2 separate regions of the Hordeum vulgare genome follow, and region 1 is linked to region 2. Evidence: chromatin contacts called from public Hi-C data. All regions are on one chromosome and are shown on one strand. The core of a region is the stretch at or near the end of the contact, and the rest is flanking DNA. Distances in the headings are between cores, read along the strand shown. Region 1 holds the start of LOC123402450. Region 2 holds the start of LOC123402020.

Region 1 (3,612 bases), core at 1,086-3,585, 300 kb after region 2:
AAAGCACTACTATGGTATCCGGGAGTTGCACACTCTCACGGTCGAAGGAAAAGACACTTGACATTAGAAAAGCTTTAGCATACGAACAATACGATCTAGTGCTATGCTTATGATTGGGTCTTGTCCATCACATCATTCTCCCAATGATGTGATCCCGTTATCAATGACATCCAATGCCCATGATCACGAAACCATGATCATCTATTGACTAACGAGCTAGCCAACTAGAGGCTTGCTAGGGACACATTGTGATCTATTTATTCACACATGTATTATTGTTTCGTGTTAATACAATTATAGCATGAACAATAGACGATTATCATGAACAAGGAAATATGATAATAACCATTTTATTATTGCCTCTAGGGCATATTTCCAACAGTATATACATCATCTCGTCATCATCAATGGTATATATCCTCAATGGTAAACTTTTGTCAAGACAATCTCAAACCTCCAAGAAGAGAAGAGAAAGAGATTTTCCCAAATGCAAGAGAGTGCTAGAAAGGATGTGGAGCTTGTTTTTGATGTGCTTCAATCCCGATGGGGTATTCTTCGAAACCCTGCATTAACATGGGATGAAGGGAAGTTTTAGAAGATGATGACTGCTTGTGTGATCATGCACAACAAGATCGTCGAGGATGAGCGTGATGACTTCGTTTTCGACCAAGGATTAGATTTTCAAGGTAACAATGTTGAGCCGCTGCACCAGGAACCAGCCACGTTTGAGCAGTTTACCCTATTACATCGTAAAATCCGTGATTGACACACTCATTTGCAGTTTCAAAATGACTTGGTTGAGCACATGTGGGATCACATTGGAAACCAATACATGTACTGTTTAATTATCTTTATTCAAGACAATTTCGATTTGGTTGTAAAACTATTTTATTCGAGACAATTTCGATTGGGCTGTAAAACTATTTTTATTAGAGACAATTGATATTTGGACGTGCAAACTCCGTGCCTGACAGGATGCAGCCGAAGAATGCGGCCGCGCCTTGGACGTACGGCCACCAAGTCGCAGGACAGACCCGGATACGACCCCGTCGTCCGTTTCAAACGGACAGAATCCGGACCAAACAGACGTTCAGATGGGGTCGCGCGTGCTACCGAGGATACGGAAGTTCATGTCGTTCTACTTCTACCCATATACAGTATTATGTATGTATGCCCACAACAAAAACCACCGCACCACTCTGTACCAGTACCACCTATGATAATTACACTGATCCGGCAGCCACTATCGGCGTCAAGATGTTGTATTGTTGTTCTATTGGACCCGACGTACATTAACCTCACTCGATCTCATCCTTATCAACACTGAAGCGAATCCGATTAGACGCTGGCATGCATGTGACGGGTACCATCTGCCACTGTTGCGCCCATTGGGCCGCGTAGATCTTGTCGTACCGGTGGACAAGAATCTTTTAGGGCCGGGCTGGCTCGCATTTCCATGCAAAGAGCTCCACCTGCTCGCTGCCCTACAGACACGCACGCAGTGGCTACCTGGCGCAGGACAAGATTCAAGGCAAGAAAGAGACACGTAGGTTCGCACGCTCCGTTGTTTATTTTCCCCAGCTCATTCTCTTTATTGATTCGTCCAGATAATATATGCTACATCAATCGATCTTGAGCAGAGCAGAGAGAAACGATTTGGATCCAAAATGTCAGATTAAAATTGCTGACATCTCAAAGTTGCAACGCTAGCGCATCCGTTGGGCGCGCTTTCACTTTGGCCCAACGTTGCGACGCAGAAATTAAGGACGAAGAGGCGAAAAATGGAGAGAGACCATCGAAGCTATACATGCAAACCGACTATACCACGAAGCTAGGTGGATTAACTAGCTTAGATATGAGATATCCTCCGGGATGCTGTGCAACGCCGGCGACCAGCGTCCCGGGCGCCTCGCGGCGGCCGCGTTGGTCGGCGCCGCCTGCTTCTTCGCGTGCTGCCGCTTGATGGCGCTCACCAGCTGCTCCAGCGCGGGCGGCAGGCCAAAGGCGCCGCCGGCGGCCACGGCCGCGGCCACCTGCTTGAGCTGCTGCTTGCTCAGCAAGATCTTGACACGCATCGCGCCGCCAGGGCTGGTGGCCGCTGCGTCGGCGACGGGCGTGCCCGTGGACTGCTCAACGGCCGTGACCGTCTTGGCGTCCAGCTGCAGCCTCGGGCACCTCACCAGCTTCCTGGCGTCCCTCCTCGGGAGCTGCGGGGCAGCCTCCAGCTCCATGGACCTGATGCTTGCTTGCTCCTCCACAATCGTTTCCTGCTCACTTGCTATTGTGTTTCTCAATAGTATTCGCTGTTCCGATGGACAGTGGCTAGAGAATGGATATATAACACATTTCTGCGTGTCTGAGGCTAGGGTTTTATATACAAAGGTTTACGAGCGAGACAGCTCATATGCGACTGTCCGTGTAAAGATCGGAAAGGGACGGCTTAGGTGGAATCTTTTTCTTCAACGAGATTAGTTAGTTGCGGATGATTTAAATATTATGGTTACAGCACGTAGTAGGGCCCATGCATCACATGCAACCGGAGAATTTCTCATGACTAGCACTCGTAGCGCCTTTCCCTGCCATGCAGGTTTGATCTGGACTCATCAGCTTTGCGAGAAAGAGAAAATGTCATACATTTTCTTTGTATGATGCACCAGTAACATAGCTCTGAATATTTGAATCGTAGTTGTATATGACGAGGCCTCGTTGGATGTCAGTCATGTGATCATGTGCTTCTGTATGTATGTATGTATGCGTCTGTACTTTCAGATGAAGGACGCAGCAGACGTACAGTGCAGATTATTATTCGCGATGATAGGAGAATGGGAGGGAATATATCGGTAGGCACAGCAAAATGGTATGCACGTCCGGATGTACGTACGACGGGGAGTGGTTGCGATGAATTGTCACTACGTACATATGTGTCCGGGTAAGAACTGACCACTCGACCGAGAGACGGGGCCGGGACCAGAGGCAGGTTGTTCATTTTGGCAGCACGTCTCCACCGTCACGTATGCCTGCGCACGGCGCGTGGACCCGGTATATAATTAGAATGAGATGTGTACGCTGTTTTTTTTCTTAACTGAGGTGTGTACGTGTTGGTGCGGGAGCAGTGTCTCGTTTCTGCTGCATTTTTGGGACTGAATTGTAAAGAGTGAAAGAAGAGAGGGAGAGCAAACCATGAAAATCGCTGTCTCATTGATTGAAGATGTGGGTATATATACCCCAGTACAAAGGCGGTTACAAGGAGCAGTTGCTAAACTAAAGCAACCGACATATCAGGGATTATCCCTTAATTAATGTATTTAATTAATTCCTAAGATTCCTCCTAATCAATGTTTGTCTTTATAATATATATCATGTTGATAAAGACTCCTTTTTGTATGTGTTTGCCTTCGAGAATGTTCATCATCTTCATTTTGAGAAATCTTTATATAATCTTTAAAGTCTCCTCCAAAAACCCTCTGGAAAAAATATGAGGAGAATAGTGTAGATATGTTGCTAAAACTCCTTTAAACCCAGTGAGAAAAATAAGAAGAAAATGATACAACATATAATGATTATTGTCTCGTGATAACTCATCTAAGAAAACCTTTGTAGAAGGAGAAGACT
Region 2 (3,537 bases), core at 456-2,955:
CAACAAGGAGGAGAAAACGACCCTCCACAGCGGCTACAGCAGCCACAACAATGCAAAACCGCCTGCAACTACTTCCTCCGTTTCTAAATATAAGTCTTTATAGAGATTTCATTTCACTAGTGAACTACATATGCATATAGACATACTTTAGAGTGTACATTCAATCATTTTACTTCGTATGTAGACATATAATAAAATCGTTTAAAAAATTTATATTTAGGAACGGAGGGAGTAATGGATAGCAGGAACAACAAGGGAAGATGGTTTCTTTAATGTGACACACATCTGGCCATGTGCGATGGAATCTTTGGCACCGCTTCTCCTAACGACTCGTTAATACTTTTCGATTATGTTCCGCGCCCAACCGAAAGGCAAAAGAACACAACAGCTAAAAAGGCAGCCAAAGTAGGCACAGTCAAGCCACGAACCAACAGTTCACTAGTTTTAACCTGACAGCGGCGGCACTTGCGTGACTGAATTTACCCACACGTACAATCTCCGTCCGAAATTAACCGTCGCTGAAATAAGTGTATTTTTTTCTTTTTTGCGGGGGGAAATGAGTGTATCTAAAAACGAGGAGTAAGAAATAGCAGAAGCATTTGAGATTATAATGCAGCCCATGCACTGTGTGTGGCCAGATCATCTCTCATTTCTCATTCCAAAATTTCACATGAAAAAAAAATGGCACAAACTGATGGAGGAAGGAGAGGAGGGTTAACCGGCAGAAGTTGAACCCTCGTAGTTAAGGGAAGAGGAAGAAATCAAGGGCACTGTACACATACATCTACGGGTAGCATTTTAGCAGGAGGTGATCAAAACCCAACCTTATAATTAGTAAAGCGATCAACCATCACCGACGACGCGCAATCTCTACTAAACCGCTAGTAATAAACTCAGTAAACTTCCTCGGGGATGCTCTGAAGGCCGGGCTCCCACTCCCCGCTCGCCTGCATCCGCCTGGTCTCCTCGGCGGCCCTCCGCATGCTGCGCCGCCGGAGCGACTGCAGCCTCTGCTCGGCGTCCGTGGCGCCGCCGCCGCCCGCCGCGCGCTGGCGGCTGCGGCGGTCCGCAGACGCCGCCGCCGCCGCCTCGGCGCCGGTGCCGAGGGCGGCCACCATCTTCTTGAGCTCGCGCTTGCTGACCACGATCTTGACGCGCACCGCGCCGCCCACCTCCTCCCGGGACAGGACGCGCCCCCCGTGGTGCAGCTGCTCGAGCGCCTCCTCGGCCGCCTTGGACTGGTGCCGCCCGGCCACCGCGTCCCTGGGGAAGAAGCACCTGGTCGCCATCGATCTTGCCGCGATGCGATCGGTGGCCACCCGCAAGCGCTGGCGCGGTGTCCGTCCGCCGGCCGGGCAAGTAGCAGCAGTAGTAGTAGACCAGTAGCGGTAGCACTCAGTCCTTGTTCCTCCTCCGACGTTCCTTGCAAGCTACAGCAGAAAGGCTGAAGCAATGGCAAAGTGAATGAATGTGCGGGCTGTCGAATAATGTGACATGCTAACATGCTTATATACTGGTTAGGGGTTGCCTTGCCTTGCCTTGCCCTTTGGTGAGCCAAGCAGCCCCAACTGTCTCCAAGCACACCAGCTCAGGTCCCTGACCGGTGGGCCAGCGCCCGGGAGGGGCCTGGCTCCCTCACTAGCCCTACTGGTAGTAGATTTACGGAATGGTAAACAAATGCTCTGGCTTTTTTAAGACCCTAAACAATCATGGGACCGAGAGATATTGCCATGGCAGTTGAAGAGAGAAACGGGTGCCTCACATGGCTGTCCCTCTCGCTCGCGGTCATCGGGACGATCGATCCATGGGTGTGTGTGAGGCCCTTGCAAGTAACGTGTTATCACAGCGCGATGGAGACTCCAACTCGACCACCCGTGGTCGTGGAGCCTACGGTGGATGTACGTACGTTCTGGTTACGATGGCGCAGTTTGACACGGACTTGCCCTTGGCCTTGGCCACAACAATGACCTCCCATGTTCCCTCTTGCCATCCGGATAAGTTCGATCGTGATCATGTGGTGGTACGTGCGTCTATCTGCACATGTAGTGTAGGGATGTATGATCGCATAGCACGGTGTTAATTTGGAGGTGCGAATTAGCAGTGCATGGTCTTGAAATGCAGGTGGTTCAGCTTTGCAATGCTCTCTGATCGCTGCCTTTGAGGTGATTGCCATTAGTGTCCCTTTCACTTTCAGGTGGTTCGGAACTGAATCCTCTCGTATGGTGACCTGGCTGTGGTGAAGGGAACAGCCGAGCGGACGGTCGTAAAAGACGTTGATGCACATGAATTTTCTTGAACTGGGTCTGAATATAACATCTACGCACTTGAGGCTAGCTACCACTCATAACCGTCAGGTGGTTAACAACGGGCATCGGATCGGCCTCTCTTGGAAAAATATGCCTACGCCTCAATAAGTACGTGGCCGCAGTTGAACCTACAGCGGTTATCAGCTCCTGTTTGTGTTATTTTTCTTTTTCTGAGGGGATCAGCTCCTGTCTGTTAATCAATGCATTTATTTAGTTTGACATTGGTTGTTAAGTTTGATGAATCCTATTCCTACGTGCCATGATGAGGCCGCGCAATCATCACCTTACGTACATATACAACGTCGACGCGGATCGAATGGACGGTGAGCCAACCTCTATCTATGAATGATTGACCGCAAACCGCAACAGTAACGTACGCGGAAACCCCCGCAGCAATCATGATCGAAGCGGACGCACGCATGACGCGATCCGTCCGCAGCTTGGCTAGACTAGATCCGTTGTCCGTAGCACGCCAGGTGTATGTACAAACGACGAAATTGCATCACCAAACTAGGATACACACACACACACACACCATACGAACGGGGCCGTTGGGTGACTAGCTGGCTAGCTAGCCGGTGACACGCATCCAAGAGGTTGATCCCGGTGTGTGAAACGAATTCTAATAGTACTAGTACTACTAATTGGTTTCCTCTGCTGATGATTAATAACTTAACTAACTTGTCAATGCGCAGTCTTTTGGGTTTCTTCAGGAGGGCACGTTATGTTATCTTGCTTGACAGCTTTGGCCTTTGGGGATGTGCACAGTGCGTTGCATCTGCATGCCATGTTTTGAGGAGGAAGTAACATGGGGCCGATGCATTGGCCCGTGGCCGTAGCAGCCACATTTCTTTGTGTGCAAACCAAACCACTGCATAAACAAACACACGGACAGATAAACAATCCCGTGGAGCTGACGGGGATGCTAGCTTTCTTCACATGCCACAACACAAAAGCTAGATCCCGCGCTGTATTTCGCGTGCTGTGGGGCCGCCGTGGACCCACATGCCAGCCGCATCTCAGGTGTAGGCAGCACCAAACGTTATTTAGCGGCCTAAATACCTGATATGGTACACATGTCGTGGCCGGATTGGCTGGATCGATCTTATCGTGTTAACTCGCTCTGCTGCCTGCGGGATATGCTATGCTTGAATGAAGGTTCCTACGGCCTACGTGGTAGTACACCATGACCGCTGTGGCAAAGCACGGTTGAGTCGGGCAGCTAGCTCTG

The links. A called contact is a pair of places that touch in the nucleus more often than the background predicts.
Region 1: a Hi-C map of seedling shows a contact between it and region 2, with 3 times the contacts expected there. The contact joins the promoter of LOC123402450 here to the promoter of LOC123402020 in region 2. A contact is called at or near these places in 1 of 6 Hi-C or Micro-C datasets (seedling) and 1 of 1 datasets of contacts at active chromatin or transcription factors (embryo).

Annotation. Positions count from the first base shown.
Region 1 is chr6H:424,601,842-424,605,453 of MorexV3_pseudomolecules_assembly, forward strand. It overlaps LOC123402450, which reads right to left and starts at 2,336. Exons shown (of 1, transcript XM_045096375.1): 1 at 1,568-2,336. The coding sequence starts at 2,231. The coding sequence ends at 1,845.
Region 2 is chr6H:424,306,081-424,309,617 of MorexV3_pseudomolecules_assembly, forward strand. It overlaps LOC123402020, which reads right to left and starts at 1,706. Exons shown (of 1, transcript XM_045095873.1): 1 at 630-1,706. The coding sequence starts at 1,289. The coding sequence ends at 894.